Linked DNA regions of Mus musculus: region 2 is linked to region 1. The links are chromatin contacts, called in public Hi-C maps. All regions are on one chromosome and are shown on one strand. Each heading gives the region's core, a stretch centred on a gene start, on an enhancer-like site or on the middle of the called end of the contact. The rest is flanking DNA. Distances are from core to core; before and after follow the strand shown.

The links. A called contact is a pair of places that touch in the nucleus more often than the background predicts.
Region 2: a contact with region 1 is called in a Hi-C map of pancreatic cancer cells, with 2.1 times the contacts expected there. The contact joins the enhancer-like site here to the promoter of Pds5b in region 1. A contact is called at or near these places in 11 of 39 promoter capture datasets (the C10 cell line, the HPC-7 cell line, the SN4741 cell line and 6 more), 5 of 15 datasets of contacts at CTCF or cohesin (CD8 T cells, the G1E-ER4 cell line, the NIH/3T3 cell line and 2 more), 69 of 484 Hi-C or Micro-C datasets (the 63-12 cell line, the AML12 cell line, B cells and 47 more), 15 of 115 datasets of contacts at active chromatin or transcription factors (the 230-238 cell line, CD8 T cells, Th17 cells and 10 more) and 3 of 9 other capture datasets (adipose tissue, liver and pancreatic islet).

The regions. Positions count from the first base shown.
Region 1 is chr5:150,672,547-150,675,115 of GRCm38.p6, forward strand. Pds5b (PDS5 cohesin associated factor B) reads left to right here and starts at 1,281. Exons shown (of 35, transcript NM_175310.6): 1 at 1,281-1,407. It overlaps Gm40353, which reads left to right. Exons shown (of 6, transcript XM_017321266.1): 2 at 1,195-1,422; 3 at 1,480-2,016.
Region 2 is chr5:150,712,333-150,714,901 of GRCm38.p6, forward strand. The region is part of intron 1 of Pds5b (PDS5 cohesin associated factor B); the gene reads left to right. Among named protein-coding and RNA genes, the nearest start is that of Pds5b, 40 kb to the left of the region's middle. Within about 2 kb of position 1,274, at least 10 of the 459 cell types and tissues checked have an H3K27ac peak or open chromatin away from gene starts, as enhancers often do. A contact at or near this core is called in pancreatic cancer cells, where this site is marked.

The DNA.
Region 1 (2,569 bases), core at 31-2,530:
GGTTCTTGAGCAGTGGGATGAACACTGGATCCCTAGGTCCACCAACCGGTGAGGAGCCATGTAGACATTAATAATCTTTCATTTACACAGCACATAATCTGTGCTGCACCACAGGGTTTAAAACATCGCACAAGAGGTGGAATACACCTTTAATTCTAGCACTTGGGAGGCAGAGGCATAGAGGCAGAGGCAGGTGGGTCTCTGTGAGCTCCAGACCCAGACAGAGCTACATAGTGAGACCCTATCTAACAAAACAAGACAAAACAACAAAAAAAGCCAGGAGTGGTGGCACATACCTTTAGTCCCAGCATTGGGAAGGCAGTGGCTGGAGGATGGAGCCTAGCCTGGGTTATATAGTGATTTCTAGGCCAGTCAGGGCTGCATAGTGAGAGCGTATTCTCAAATAAAATAATACACATTTATTTTTTATTTTATGTGTATGAGTACACTATAGCTATACAGATGGCTGTGAGCCTTCATGTGGTTGTTGGGGAATTGAACTTAGGACCTCTACTCACTCCAGTTGGCACCCTCTCGCTCCAGAAGATGGTGGGTGTCAGATCTCATTATGGGTGGTTGTGATCCACCATGTGGTTGCTGGGGTTTGAACTCAGGACCTTCGGAAGAGCAATCGGTGCTCTAACCCGTTGAACCATCTCGCCGTCCCCCTCCTTTTTTTTTTTTTAGAAATTAAAAAAAAAAAAAAAGGCCGGGCGTAGGGAAAATGCCAGTACTAAGGAGGCAGAAGCAGAGGCAGGCAGATCTCTGAACTCGAGGGCAGCCTGGTCTACATGGTAAGATCATGTGTAGCCTGGTGTACACAGTGAGCTCCACAGGCCAGCTAGGGCGGCAAAGGAAAGAAAAAGGAAAGAAAAAAAAAAAAGCCTCATCCAAAAAAGGAAAGAAAAAAAAAAGCCAAAGCCAGCGGAGTTCAGCTATCTACAGATTTCCCGCCAAAGCCTGGGAGGCTGAGTCCAAGCTGAGAGAACGCACTGACAGCTGCCCATCACTCTGCTGCCAAGGAGACAGAGGAGGCCGCGCCAGCAGGGCGGAGCCTGCGCGTGCGCGCCCCCGGGTGTGTGGGGCGGAGCCCGGAGCGCGGGCTGAGGAGCGCGTGCGCACGCGCCTGAGCGAGAAGCCGTGCGGCCGGTAGGGGGCGCTGAGAACCCACGCGGCGCTCTGCCTGCCCCCCAGGCGCTGTCCGCCGCGGTTCGATTGGAGCAGCCGCGGAGCTGCTCTTGGCGCCATTTTGAAGCGGAGAGGCGGAGGAACGGCCTGGACTGGCTGCGGAAGGGGAGGGGGGGCGGGAGGAGGCGATTGGATGCGGCGGCGGCGGCGGCGGCGGCGAGGGCGGCGGATCCCCGAGATCGGAGGAGCGCGAGGAGTGTAGGAGCCGGGCGACCGGAGGTAGGAGCGACTCGGGTAACGGAAAGGGAGCGCCTCTTCATCGCCTCAGCGCCCCACGCTCCATTTTTCTAGCGGGGCGTGCGCGCGTGGAGCCGTCGCCCGCTGAGCCTCGCGTGTCCCGGTGTCCCAGCGGGGCTGCGGTGGGGCCGGGGGCGGGGAGGCCGCGGGCCGCGGCTGGCGCCGGCCCGGAGTGACCTTTGCGGGGGCCGCGGCCGCGCCCCTCCCCCTCCCCTCTCCTCCCCCTGGAGAGAAGCCCCCCGCGCCGCTTCCCCCTTCCGGCTGCCTGCGGGCCCGGCGCGAGGGGAGGCGCGCCGCACTGCTCGGGAGTCGGGGAAGAGCCGGGAGCCGGCCGAGAGAGCGAGAGCGAGAGAGAGAGAGAGAGAGAAAGAGGAGAGAGTCAGAGAGAGTCAGAGAGAGAGAGAGAGAGAGAGAGAGAGAGTCCTCGGGCGACCGCGGGTGCAGCCCCACGGCGGTACGGACAGTGTGCGGTGCGGGCTCGCCCGCCCGCCTCTGCACCGTTATTCCACTGACACTCTAAAAGTTTGCGGTCCGGGAGAAGCCCTGGCGGCGGCGGCGTTGGTGTTGGCGGCGTTGGCGGCGGCTGTGGCTGTGGGTCTGCTTTTTGTTTTGTTTCGGTTTTTGCTCTGTACGTTGAAGAGCAAATGTGATGTTTGCACATAGGAGCAGGCATGTAGCATGCAGCCGACAGGTGTTTGCAGGGTCGACGGAACCCCGAAATTCAGCACCTGCTCTTCAGCGCTGCATGCTATTCCAGTACGAACTCCCGAGGGGTTTGAAAGAAGAGTGATTCGTTCGCTCCATCCTCAGGAACCCTACCAAGATTTAAAAGCCCCCCCCCCCCCCCATATTTTTGATTTCAAAGAATGCTCCTTTGATACTAGAGTTAGGAACTGATGGGTGGCTGTAATCGCTCCAAGGAGCGGTCTCTCTGTTGAATACTTGTTGAAGCTTTGGAAGTATTGTTTCATTTTTGAAGGTTGGTCTGAGGTCCTGAGAGAGTTGGGGAGGCCTGTGGACTTCAACGAAATAACCTTTTAAAAGCCAGGTGTATGTAGTGTAGGAGGTGGGCTGTAGCTAACTTATGATGACTGAAGTGGAGAAGGGCAATTTAAGCATTGTTCTCAGCACATGTAGTTAACAG
Region 2 (2,569 bases), core at 24-2,523, 40 kb after region 1:
ACAGGATTTCTCTGTATAGCCCTGATGTCCTGGAACTCACTTTGTAGACCAGGCTGGCCTCGAACTCAGAAATCCGCCTGCCTCTGCCTCCCAAGTGCTGGGATTAAAGGCGTGCGCCACCACGTCCGGTTGGATATTTTCTTTATTTACATTTCAAATGTTATCCCCTTTTCTGCTTTATCCTCCAAAAAATCCCCTCCCTCTCCCCCTCCCCCTTCCCTTCTCACCAACTCACCCACTCCTACTCCCTGGCCCTGGCATTCCCCTACACTGGGGCATAGAGCCTTCATAGACCCAAGGGCCTCTCCTCCCATTGATGTCCAACTACACCATCCTCTGCTACATATGCAGCTGGAGCCCTGAGTTCCACCATGTGTACTCTTTGGTTGGTGGTTTAGTCTGTGGGAGTTCTTGGGGTACTGGTTAGTTCTTATTATTGTTCCTCCTATGGGAACATAATAATGCATCACGACCCCAGCCTTTAATGACAAATTCTGAACCTGCATTGCAGATTTGATATTTCTCAAAATAGTTGTCATTCATTCAGCAAGTACTTACTGAGTACCTAGTACTAATAATACTCATCACGCAGTAGCATAAAACTATGCCTGTCCAGGTCTTAAGGAGTTTATGATCTAGTAGAGATAGAAGTATAGTGAGTACAATAATGATAAATGCCATTTAAATAGACTTAGAATGTACCTAGGTGTTGGGGAAGGACCCCTCTGGTAGGTGGAAGTCAGGAAGAGTAAACATGCACACTTAATGACTTTCAGGTTCATGGCAAGTACGTCCCACTCTGAGGGATAGCCTGTGTGTATTCACCATATTTTGAACTGCCAACTCAGAAACCTGCCCCGTTGTTGGCTCTTACTTTTTCTTTTTAGCTTCCTTTTCTTTCAGCTACATTTTGTGTGCATCACCCCTGCCTTCAGTGACAAAGACTGAACCTTGCCAGTCTTTTCTCACATTGTTTATACCACTGCCCTTCATCTTCATACCTTTATGGAACTGCTGTCCTTTTAAACCTCCTTCCCAGGCTTCCTGTTTGCTGTTCCTATTACTATGGTTTCAGGATCTACTGTGGCTTAGTTGTTATGTGTTTCTCTTGGTAGACTCTTGAGGTCCAATTTATTCATCTCCCCTATAGTTACTGCTGAGAACTGTGCTGTCTACACTTGGACAGCTTATCCATGCTGACTCTTATGGTGCAGACTATGTGCAGTTGTGAAGTCTGCTTCATTGAGGAATGCTTTGTGAGAGAGACTTGTTCAAGGCTTTGATGAATATGGTGTTTGTTTAAAGAAGCACACCCATGAACTTGGATCTTGGCAGACAGTGCTTACTCTCTCATCAGATTCTTTTACATTTGGCTTTGATATCTGGATTACTAGTCTACCCAGCATTCATCTAATGTTTGTGTGAAATATGGCAACAGCAGTACTTCTTGCTCTGTCCTTACTGACTTGTGCTGTCTTGTTCTGTCACTGTTTTTATGTCAGGTTCATGCTTATGAGTCTGTTCTTAGACCATCTTATGGTCCACGGATTGTTTCCCCTCATAAGTACCATGGTCTTTAAATTACTTTGGCTAGGTTTTAGTATTTGCTAGAACCAAGTCCATTCATTGTTTTTAATTCCTTTAATGTCTTGTTATTTGGGGATATATGTGTGTTTGTGCACACACACACACACACACACACATTTTTCAAATTCCTTTTTTTTTTGGCCTCTGCCTCTTTTTTCTCTCTCTCTGTGATGGTTTGTATTTGCTCAGTCCAGGGAGTGGCACTATTAGAAGGTGTGGCCCTGTTGGAGTGGGTGTGCCATTGTGGGTGTGGGCTATAAGACCCTCACTCTAGCTGCCTGGAAGTCAGTCTTTCACTAGCAGCCTTCAGATGAAGATGTAGAACCCTCAGCTCCTCCTATACCATGCCTGCCTGGATGTTTCTATGTTAGGTGTTTTAAAGATATTTTCTGACTTGACCTCTGTTTTAACATTGTAGAGCTTTCTCTGTATGGTTTAGAATTTTTATATAAGCATGTACTCTGGGATTTTGTGTTTGATATACTTCAGTTAACTCCAGTGCTAATCTACATTATTGTTTGAAACAGTGGTTGAGATTGACTCCATAGCTGTATTAATATACATACCAGTTTACTTATCTATGGTTGATAGATACTTCTGTTTGTTGTGAATGCTTGAGTATATGTCTTATACTAGTCATGTGTGCTTGTTTCTCTTGAGCACATACAATGAAGTGGACCCTGTAACCCTATACATGCACATGCAAACACACACACTCGTGCACACACAGACGTTAAATACATAATATATATCAAGCGATATTTAGATTATATGCTTTCTTTTGCTTGGTTTTCCAAGAAATATTTTTCTAATATTTTACTTATAAAACCCTCTTCTACATTTTAAAACCTCACACAAACTGAGTTTGACTATTTAGCACTGGCTGGCCTAAAATTCACAAGAGATCTCTCCTGCTTCTGCTTCCTTTATATTCTTCACTTGATCACATATATTCTTTTTTTTTTTTTTAAGATTTATTTAC